2 separate regions of the Salmo salar genome follow, and region 1 is linked to region 2. A link is a contact called in public Hi-C data. All regions are on one chromosome and are shown on one strand. Each heading gives the region's core, a stretch centred on a gene start, on an enhancer-like site or on the middle of the called end of the contact. The rest is flanking DNA. Distances are from core to core; before and after follow the strand shown. Region 1 holds the start of dhx58 (DEXH (Asp-Glu-X-His) box polypeptide 58). Region 2 holds the start of kbrs2 (NF-kappa-B inhibitor-interacting Ras-like protein 2).

Region 1 (5,247 bases), core at 2,610-5,109, 260 kb before region 2:
CTCCTGGCCCAGGTCAAGGTAAAACACTGACATGCACCGATACAACCCAGTGTTCAACCTTAGGAGTGGTCAGACAGAGTCTGTGTCCCAAATGGCAACCTATTCTCTATATAATCCCTGATCGAAGGCCTCCCGAGTGGCGCAGCGGTCTAAGGCACTGCATCGCATTGCTAGCTGTGTCTCTACAGATCCTGGTTCGATTCCAAGCTGTGTCGCGGCAAGCCACGAACCGGGAGACCCATGAGGTGGCGCACAATTGGCCCAGCGTCGTCCGGGTTAAGGGAGGGTTTGGCCGGCCCGGGATGTACTTGTCCCATCGTGCTCTAGCAAGTCGTGTGGCAGGCCGGGCACAGTGCACGCTGACATGGTCGCCAGGTGTATGGTGTTTCCTCCGACACATTGGTGCGGCTAGCTTCCAGGTTAAGTGGGCAGTGTGTCAGAAAGCAATGCGGCTTGGCGGGGTCGTGTTTCGGAGGACGCACGGCTCTCGACCTTCGTCCGTACGGGAGTTACAGCGATGGGACAAGACTGTAACTACCAATTGGATACCACGAAATTGGGGAGTAAAAGGGGGTAGAAAAAATTGCATCCCTGATCGAAAGTAGTACACGCAGTAGGGAATAGGGGACCATTTGGGGTTCAGACTGAAAGTCATAACAACTGTGTGGTTGTGTTCCTCTCCCAGACTCACCCTGATTCCTGGCCCTTCATGGAGCCCGTGAAAAAAGACTGAGGCTCCAGACTACTACGAGATCATACGCTTCCCCATTGGTGAGTGTATCATCTGCTCATTATTCCCTGGCTTGTTTATATGTCCCAGCCATGATATAAATATAACATGCATAAACACTCACTGCCATTAATAAAGGCTTCCTAAAAGAAAAGACGAGGGGAAAAGGGTTGGAATATGGCTAGCAATGACCCCCAACTCGATGCGCTTTTAATTGTAAGTCCGTCTGGATATGTCAGTAAACCCTCTGAAGGAATATTTCACATATAACCTACGTGTCCCCCTCTCCTCTCTCCCTCCTTCCTGTAGATCTGAAGACCATGACGGAGAGGCTGAAGAACAGATACTATGTGACCAAGAAGCTGTTCATAGCAGACCTGCAGCGCGTCATTACCAACTGCCGTGAATACAACCCCCCCGGACAGCGAGTACTGCAAGTGTGCCAACACACTGGAGAAGTTCTTCTACTTTAAGCTGAAGGAAGGGGGCTTGATCGAGAAGTGAAGCTAGGGTCACAGGTCACCATGCACAACAGCAGGAAGGAGCGCTCGTGGACACTCACTCACACACACTGTCTTGTGATGACATAGTCAGGGGTCATTGCTAGCCATATTCCAACCCTTTTCCCCTCGTCTTTTCTTTTAGGAAGCCTTTATTAATGGCAGTGCGTGTTTATGCATGTTATATTTATATTACTGGTGGGTGAAGGGAACTGTGGGGTGTAACAACAACATTTGGAGGTAATTGGAAAGGCTCTGTAGGCGAGTTAAGTTTGCTAATGTGTCGAAATGACTCTCCATCAATCCCTCCCTCTCTCACTCTCTGTTTGTTTGTCTCCCTCTATCCCTGTCTCACTACCCTCTGTAGTATAGAATCTCTCTGTGTGTTGCTGTCTCATTCTGGTTTCATTCTTGCTCCAAGTGACTCATAGAAGGAGCTGTAACGTATTCCTGTACCAAAACGACTGGTCCCACAGCAGATCATGTCAAACTTTCCACATAGGTTACGTTCATTTTATAGGATGTCATTTTCATGGAATTGTTCCTCAATCGGATAAAATAATGCCCGCTTAGACATTCACGCTCACAGCTCCTCCAGATGGGAGTTGTATTTTTGGTACTGACATGGAAACGTGAGTAGGCTGGACTTGGGGACCTATGCCGTTGTTGCCTTCCTGTACTGACATACACTTGAAAAGAGGCCAGTAGACTTGGAGGGTAGAAATACAATGTGCCCTTGAGTTAGAAGACGAGACCTGTTCAGACTCGCATTGTCGAAGTCAGGTTGCAGTCACAGATAATGTCCGCGTTCCAGGCTGACTACATTGCAGACGCCTGCCACACCTCACAAGGCCTGGATAGGTATTTAGCAATAATTTAACCACATCATGTAACGGGACACGCTAACCATTGGTTGATACAATGCAACAACTGAAATGTAGTCAGCCTGAAGCGTGACCATAGATATCCCTGTCTGACATTGCATTATGTTGGATTTGGCATCACGTGATTGGTCAGTAGAAAAACGTGCAACTTTCCAATCCAATCCTAATGTTAGTGTAGTTGTCAATACTGTTCTTTTCCCATTCTCTTCTGGGCCAGTATGGCCATGTCACTGATCTCAAACATGGTTGTTTTTCTTGGGGAAACATCAGAGATGGCGTAGTAGTGTGTCATTGTTGTTTTAATGGTGTTGTCTGATCTGAGGGTCGTCTCTGGAATCCCAGACCAAGGGCAACAGCAGGAGCATTGTTAATGTGGGAGCCAAACCCGTCTGCCTAGGGAGACTACTCTGAGGGTTACTGGCCACCCTTTTGTTTCGGTTTCTGTTTGACCTAGAAATAACCTGTTTCTGATGGAAGCACAGGATCCAACCACACTGTTAAACATGACCGTTCGATTTGTCAGTATTTCTCTGAAAGGCCATAGAGCCCTGCCAATACAGTATGTAGGTGTTGCACAGCACTTACCCTCCCTGCTGGTTCTGTCTCTTCTACGGTGGATATGTATTGTGTTAATATGATAATGGCTGACAAACACACACAAAACAAGTGTCTGGTTTGGTGTTCACTCCATACTCACAAGCAGTATTGCATGGTGGAGAACTATAATCTGTTCTGTTTTTACTGAGATGGCCACGGCTATTCACACAAACCCACTTCTTGGTCATGGTCGGTGTCTGATTGTCTGCCTCTTGAGATGCCTTTGGTTCTCTGCTATTTTGTAAAACGTTTTGGGGGAAATGACTGGTCTGTGCTGGGTGGTTGAGTATTCACTGAACTGTTGTGTGTGTTTGTATTTGAATCATGACTAGCTTTGAGCAACTAAAGTGATGTCAATGTTTCGTTATTCAGGGTTGTCAGTTATGTATCTCTCAATCTACCTATGTATGCTGCATTAAGATTCTGAAAATACTGTGTGAGTGAAATGTTAAAATATTAAGACTGCTACATTTTCTTTTAGTTATATGGTTTGAAGAGCTCTTTACTGTAATACTCTTCATGAAAATAAAGTTTTTATAGTAAAATATTTCTGTGCTTATTATTGTCTTATAAGATGGCAACTAGTTACAGTGTACACATGTTTTTTTATGTTCCAGTAACCATGCAGTGTTGTTAAGTAGGTGTGACCATAAGGTTTATTCGGGCTGTTTAAATGCCATTCAGATATGCAGTACTAGTGTTTCTCATGGTGTCTTGCAGTTTTGTTTTCCTGATGTCACAACTGGTAAGAATGGGGCCCATTAAGGGCTCTGGGTGCTTTGTCAGGCTGACAGAAATCTGCAACAGCTTTCTCCTGGACTGCAGATAGTTACAGACATACCAGTCCCTCTCAGTACAATACCACTAGATTAACACATCTGCAGTTTGGTAGATTTCGTAACTGATACGGCTCCTTACGTGTATTAATATCCCTACAACTCTTCTAATCTTCCTATAATTCACATCCTTGTGTCACTTCTTTTACTTAGACATACTTTGTTGGCCCTCAAGAACTCCCTTGAATAGGACCCCTTCTTCACCTAAGACTGAAGTGCTTTTGGTTTCGTTTTTCTGTTTGGGTGTCAGCTGGGTGGATCTTTATTCAGTGAAAACCTCTCTGTAATCAGAACCTGGTCACAACGGACCATGGACATTGTCTGCTGCTGATCCAAAACATAGAGCTGCTTCAGAAACACTTGGTGAGCTGAGTATGAATATGGCTTGACTTCATCTATAGCTGACTGCCACAAATGTAGTAGTAGTAGTACGTTGTAGTACTGTAGGGACATTTGCAGTGTGTATTGCATTTCAGTTTAAAAATAGCCTTGTGGTGCACTGCCTTTAGTCTAATGTTGTTTTTATTTCTAAGGACAAGGAGTTCTGTGTGGACCAATAGACCGGTAGGATAGACCGGTAGGATGGCAGACTTTGGGCTGTATAAGTACCAGGAGGAGGTGGTTCAGAGGGCTCTCCGGGGGGAGAACGTCATCATCTGGCTGCCCACCGGAGGAGGGAAGACACGGGCTGCTGTGTATGTGGCCAAAAAACATCTGGAGAATAACCCTGGAGCTAAGGTGGCTGTGCTGGTCAACAAGGTAGGTAGGGAGGGGTTACTAGAGCTTTGGGCCTATTTAGCAGATGTTTCAGAGTAACTGGCCAGGTAACTGACCCATCTGTGTAATTGTATCTAGGTAGTCTGACCTTTTAGTATAGGTGTGTTGTTAATTCTATACAAAATCAGAAAATAAAAGTTCCACTATTCCCGGGGAAACCATGGCGACCTGTTGTTGGCATTATGTTTTCCAGGTTCATTTGGTTGATCAACTCTACATCAATGAGTTCAAACCCTTCCTGGGTTTGGACTATAGCCTGGTGTCTATCAGTGGGGACTGTGACCAGAAGGACTTCTTTGGCTGCAATGTCAAGAACTCTGACCTGGTCATCTGTACAGCACAGATACTGGAGAATGCCCTGACCAACCAGGAGGAGGGAAAACATGTCGAGCTCTCACGTGAGTGGCTACCCTGCTGCCTTCCACATATTGAATCATGGTGTTGTTGCGAGGTGTGTGTAGTACACACTACTTGTTACTGATTTATTTAGAAGTTAGGCTGTTGTAAGATGGCTCCCAGGCTTTGTTCCACTGTGCACCAGTAGCACTTGGTATCAATCCCAATTGACAGACACGTCATTATAAAGAGTATCTACACCTGACACAGTAAAGCCCTGGAACCTAAGCTAACACACTTAAAAGACTGGTCCATATCGTAGGTTTAAACCATATGTTGAACTAGTATACAGTAAAACCATTGGATTCCATTGAGTTCACAATACCATTGTGTTTCTTTCTCCCAACCATAGAGTTCACTCTGCTGATCATTGATGAGTGCCACCACACTCATAAGGAGGGTGTCTACAATAAGATCATGGGGCGCTACGTGGCACAGAAGCTGAAGGGGGAGAGGCGGCTGCCGCAGATTCTGGGCCTCACTGCCTCTCCTGGGACAGGAGGAGCCAAGAGCATCAAAGGAGCTGT
Region 2 (4,918 bases), core at 107-2,606:
CTCCCACAGACGCACCTTTTCTGTCTTGGCCCAGTGCTGGGCCACTTCCGAGTCCACTCTCCTCTGCTCCTGCATGTCCAGCTTGTTGCCCAGCACCACTATGTTCACCTGTGGACAGATCATCTCATCCATTTAGCACAGCCTCACATCACCTGGATATCAGCAAGTGGAGTGTGGTGTGTAGATAAGAACTTTAGGACAAGACACACCATAACGAATGTCGCCACGCGTAGTACATAACCTGCTGGCTGTTGACGTGCGGTGGTGATTCAACACGTAGAACCATCAGGAAATTAACAAAAAATAAAGGTGGCTGACGGTCTGCAGTCTGCCGTTCATCAGGACGGCCGTTCATCAGCAGGATCCGTTTTGTCCTGAAGTCTGCGCTGTTATTTAACTAGCCTACACGACTCTGTGCTTCACAACTACCATTGAAATTGATGAAAGTCCTTACCTCTTTCTTATCACGGTAGCGGTCAATGTCTTTCTTGAGGGCCTCCATGCGTTTGAAGGACTCCTTACTGTCGATACTGTAGACCAGGACAAAACCGTCTGCAAAGGAGAAGTAGTGGCGAGGGAACTCCAGACCATCACGAAGACCCCGGGTGTCGTAGAAGCGCACTTGCTCTCGAGTGCCACGGTCCGTTTCTATGGAGCCAATATAGATATCCTCCAGGGTCTCCATGGGCTCTGAGCCTAGGGGGGAAAATGAGGAGAGCACTTTGGGATATCAAATGGGACCAGCGGATCTGTGTAGACAAAACATCAACGTTGTCCTTGATCTAGCTAGGTCTTACAAATTAATTACTTACCCGCAATATGATTGGCATACAGCAGTTGCTCCAGGACAGCAGTCTTGCCAACGGCAGCCAGACCACACACCACCACTTTACAACTCTTGCCCATGATGATGATCCGTCTCTTGGCAACTCTGTAATTGAATAACAAGTCAGATGACAGATGTCTCTGCAGCTAGCAAAACACACACACACACACACACACACACACACACACACACACACACACACACACACACACACACACACACACACACACACACACACACACACACGTTTTTCTTACAAGTCATAGAGGTAGGACGCTTTCCCTCACGTAGCAGACCATGATACCGTAGCTAGCTAGCTAACGTTTGTTAGCTAGCTACATGCTAACGTTTAGCATGCATTTAGTTAGCTAACTATTCTATTTAACTGATATTGTCCGTTGTTATGTTCGTCCAGATAACAACTCAATGCAACATTTAATTTCCTTGCAATCTTTTTACCTTTAAAATGTAAATACAGCGCTCCCGTAAATTCCAGACACCACTACCCCAAAATACTTCCTGTTTACAATGCTTACGTAACGTCTTCCTCACTACTTTTAGTAACTGAGACCTCTAGCGTACGATGGTGGTAAAGACTTGTTTGAGCCACAGCCGCAGAGGATGGAAGACGTTAACATTTTCTATTTTAATAGAGCGAGCTAGTTCAATGTTACTCTATTTTTACTGACAAAATAGCCTGTCATGCATTGTTTTACCCTGGCTGGGGGTCTGTTTCTGCTTTCTTGCCAATGCCAACTCCTGGTGGGACAAAAACTATTGGGGGAAAACCCCTTTTAAAGTGAGACTTTACGGCCGATCTGCCAATTTCTGTCTAGCTTCCGAAGAGTTTGGGCTACACACTGTTATGAGAAAGGTGAGTCTCTCACGAACTCATACGTTTCTGTTGTTTTGATTTAGGACGTAAGCCTCACAACACTCGTCTGAAGGTTGCCCGGTACCAGTTTAAACAATTAATGTCAGTATATATGGAAGTAGTTTAGTGCCTAAAAAAAGTGGTTAAATATGTGTGTAATTTTTTTTATAAAAAGTTGCCTGATCTTTCTTATATCTTAAGGGTAGACAATTAAAAACAAACTTAATTTTGGCCTATGTTTTTCCATGTATAAATCTGTTATCCAATGTGTTTCTATGGGCTAATAGCAGTAAGGCCAAATTCGAGGTGTTATCAATTGATATTTTTTATACCTAAATTGGTCCTAAAATTCAAAATCAATATCTAAATGATCCTTGGTATGACCATCTTAAAACAATTAAATATGTTAGCTTAGAAGATGCTGAATGACCAAAAAGGTTTTGGGACTGCCAGGTTTCAGTTAAAAATACAGGACTAACTTTCAGTGATCGTCTTGTCTAGTTGTCAATCAACTTTCTCCCTCTCTCTCTCTCTCTCTCTCTCTCTCTCTCTCTCTCTCTCTCTCTCTCTCTCTCTCAGTCCCAGCAAAATGGCGACGGTTGATGACTGCGATGTGACCATGGATCCTGAAATGGAAATACTCAGCGACGAGGAATTGGAGAGGTACGTTGCGGAAAATGTACAACAAATGTTACACATTAGATTTGAGTGTTCTCGTGCCATTGTCATGTTATTATAATCTTGGTCTGGCTAGTATTGGTTGGCCTTTGCTTTGTGTCACACGGGAATTAGGCCTTGCTAACCGGTTAGCCATTTCTTTTTTTGAAAAATCCATACCAACAAAGATAAAGTTGACTTTATCTGTTGTGTTAATGTTACCTAACCAACAAAGTTAGTCACAGTTTTTGACAAAGTTTGCATCGTCGTGTGTTGTTATGGCTAGCTAACGTTAGCTTGCTATTGTACTAGCTAGTTGGCTAACTAACGTTAGCTAAGTAGCCGTTAGCTATGACGGTCGCAAAGCCTATGGTTAATGTTTTTGTTCTATATATTTTTTAACCAAATGTGTTAAGCTAATTAGTTACTTAGCTAGCTAACATAACTGTTAGTATTGCTATGTACCCACGCACGACCCAGAAAAGTCCCCAAAATATTGCCCCACTCTGCCCACTGATTGTCCTCGCTGAGTGACGTTCTTCCAGAACATTCTCAGGTTTTGATGACCTGAACGTGACAGCTATAAATTAGGCTTTGCGTGAGGTAACTTACTATTGACTGACATGGTCTTCTTGGTATGCCTGAAGGGTGATCAATTTTTGTTTTACTGTGATGTTATCCGAGGTTGTCAACTAGGCCTAGCCAGATCCATATATTAATGACGCTGGGCCTAGCTAATATATTCCCACCACTAGTAATTATGTCTCAACTTTCCTCTTGGCAACAGTGGGGGCCACAAGTTCAACAACCAACCAATGTGTTATGATCAGGTGATATAGGGGTAACTGTCCTGTTTCCTCAAGAACATTACAAGGGAAAGGCATTGTCTTGGAAAATTGCCTTTATTTTCAGTTTCGATTCATTGTCAGCTTTCTTGCTCTAATTGTGATCTGAACTGAAGCATGGTGAAGATGTTGGGGCGGCAGGTAGCCTAGTGGTTAGTGTTGGGCCAGTAACCTAAAATTCGCTGGTTCGAATCCCTGAGCTGACAGGGTAAAAATCTGTCACTCTTGCAAATAAGAATTTGTTCTTAACTGCCTAGTTAAATAAATAAAGATTCCAAGGAAATGGCAGTTGCCCTCTCCCTGGCTTGTCTTGCCATGTGCTCCCTTGTGATCTGCCTCTGTATTTCCCACTGAGCTCAGATAGCTGCTCTGTTTGAGCTGTGGCCACTACCTCTAATTCCATTGGCTGAGACCCCTCACTGCCTGCTGGTATGGCTCTTTCTATGTTTAGATGATTTTGCGCAGCTCCTTACCCCCTCTCCCACCTGCACACCAAGGTTAACTCTTCCAGCATACATGTTTGGAAACAGTAGAATACACTGCGTGCACAATTATTAGGCAAATTGTATTCCTCTGGATTAATTTTATTGTTGAACAAACACAATGCTCTCAGTCAATCCAAAATGTTATTGAACCTCAAACCTGAATGTTTAACAAAGGAAAAGTGAGTTTTGTTTTTCTCAGGGAAATATAAGTGCACAATTGGGCAACTATTAGTGTGCACAATTATTAGGCAACTAAATTACAAAAATAATTTCTCTCAACTCGTTTATTCTCAATTTTTCGAGTAAGTGTAACACAAAATGACAATTATATACAATTTTTGGCCTTTCAAAAATATTCAGTGACCAATATAGCCACCCTTATTTTCAATAACTGCCATGAGCCTTCCATCCATGGAGTCTGTCAGTTTCTTGATCTGTTCACGATCAATTTTCGCTGAAGCAGCAACCACAGCCTCCCAAATGCTGTTCTAAAAGGTGTATTGTCTTCCATCACTGTAAATCTCATGTTTGAGAAGGGCCCACAAGTTCTCAATAGGATTTAAGTCAGGTGAGGAAGGGGGCCAGGTCATTATTCGGGCATCTTTGAGGCCCTTGCTGGCTAGCCAAGCAGTGGAGTACTTGGATGCATGTGATGGAGCATTGTCCTGCATAAAGATCATGGCCTTCTAGAATGCTGAGGACTTCTTCCTGTACCACTGTTTGATGAAAGAATCTTCCAGAAACTGGCAGTAGGTTTGGGAGTTGAGTTTCAGTCCATCTTCAACCCGAAAAGGTCCAACTACCTCATCCTCAATGATAGCAGCCCATACCAGTACCCCTCCTTCACCTTGCTGGCACCTGACTCAGAGTGGTGCCCTGTGTCCATTACTGATCCAGCCACCGGCCCATCCATTTGGTCCATCAAGAGTCACTTTCATTTCATCTGTCCATAAAACCTTTGAAAAATCTGTCTTCAGGTATTTCTTTGCCCAATCTTGACACTTCAACTTGTGAATCTTATTCAGTGGTGGTCTTGTTTCAGTCTTCTTGACCTTGGCCATGTCTCTGAGCACTTGACACCTTGTACTTCTGAACACTCCAGGTAGGTTGCAGTTCTGGATACGGTGGCACTGGAGGATAATGGGTTCCTGGTAGTTTGAGGTTTAATTCTTCTCAAGTCTTTTTCAGTTAATTTGCGCCTTTTCTTCCCCATGCGTTTTTTGCGCCCCAG

The links. Hi-C and Micro-C count contacts between places; a contact is called where the count stands out from the background.
Region 1: a Hi-C map of gill shows a contact between it and region 2, with 4 times the contacts expected there. The contact joins the promoter of dhx58 here to the promoter of kbrs2 in region 2. A contact is called at or near these places in 2 of 3 Hi-C or Micro-C datasets (gill and muscle).

What each region holds. Positions count from the first base shown.
Region 1 is chrssa03:60,698,959-60,704,205 of Ssal_v3.1, reverse strand. dhx58 (DEXH (Asp-Glu-X-His) box polypeptide 58) reads left to right here and starts at 3,859. Exons shown (of 13, transcript NM_001140177.1): 1 at 3,859-3,910; 2 at 4,081-4,306; 3 at 4,518-4,722; 4 at 5,073-5,247. The coding sequence starts at 4,130. LOC106600977 (histone acetyltransferase KAT2A) reads left to right here. Exons shown (of 20, transcript XM_045715015.1): 16 at 1-18; 17 at 686-721; 18 at 723-771; 19 at 1,040-1,143; 20 at 1,145-3,258. The coding sequence ends at 1,234.
Region 2 is chrssa03:60,434,745-60,439,662 of Ssal_v3.1, reverse strand. kbrs2 (NF-kappa-B inhibitor-interacting Ras-like protein 2) reads right to left here and starts at 1,356. Exons shown (of 5, transcript NM_001140669.1): 1 at 1,286-1,356; 2 at 813-931; 3 at 453-696; 4 at 1-37. The coding sequence starts at 906. dnjc7 (DnaJ homolog subfamily C member 7) reads left to right here and starts at 2,284. Exons shown (of 14, transcript NM_001139956.1): 1 at 2,284-2,363. The coding sequence starts at 2,290.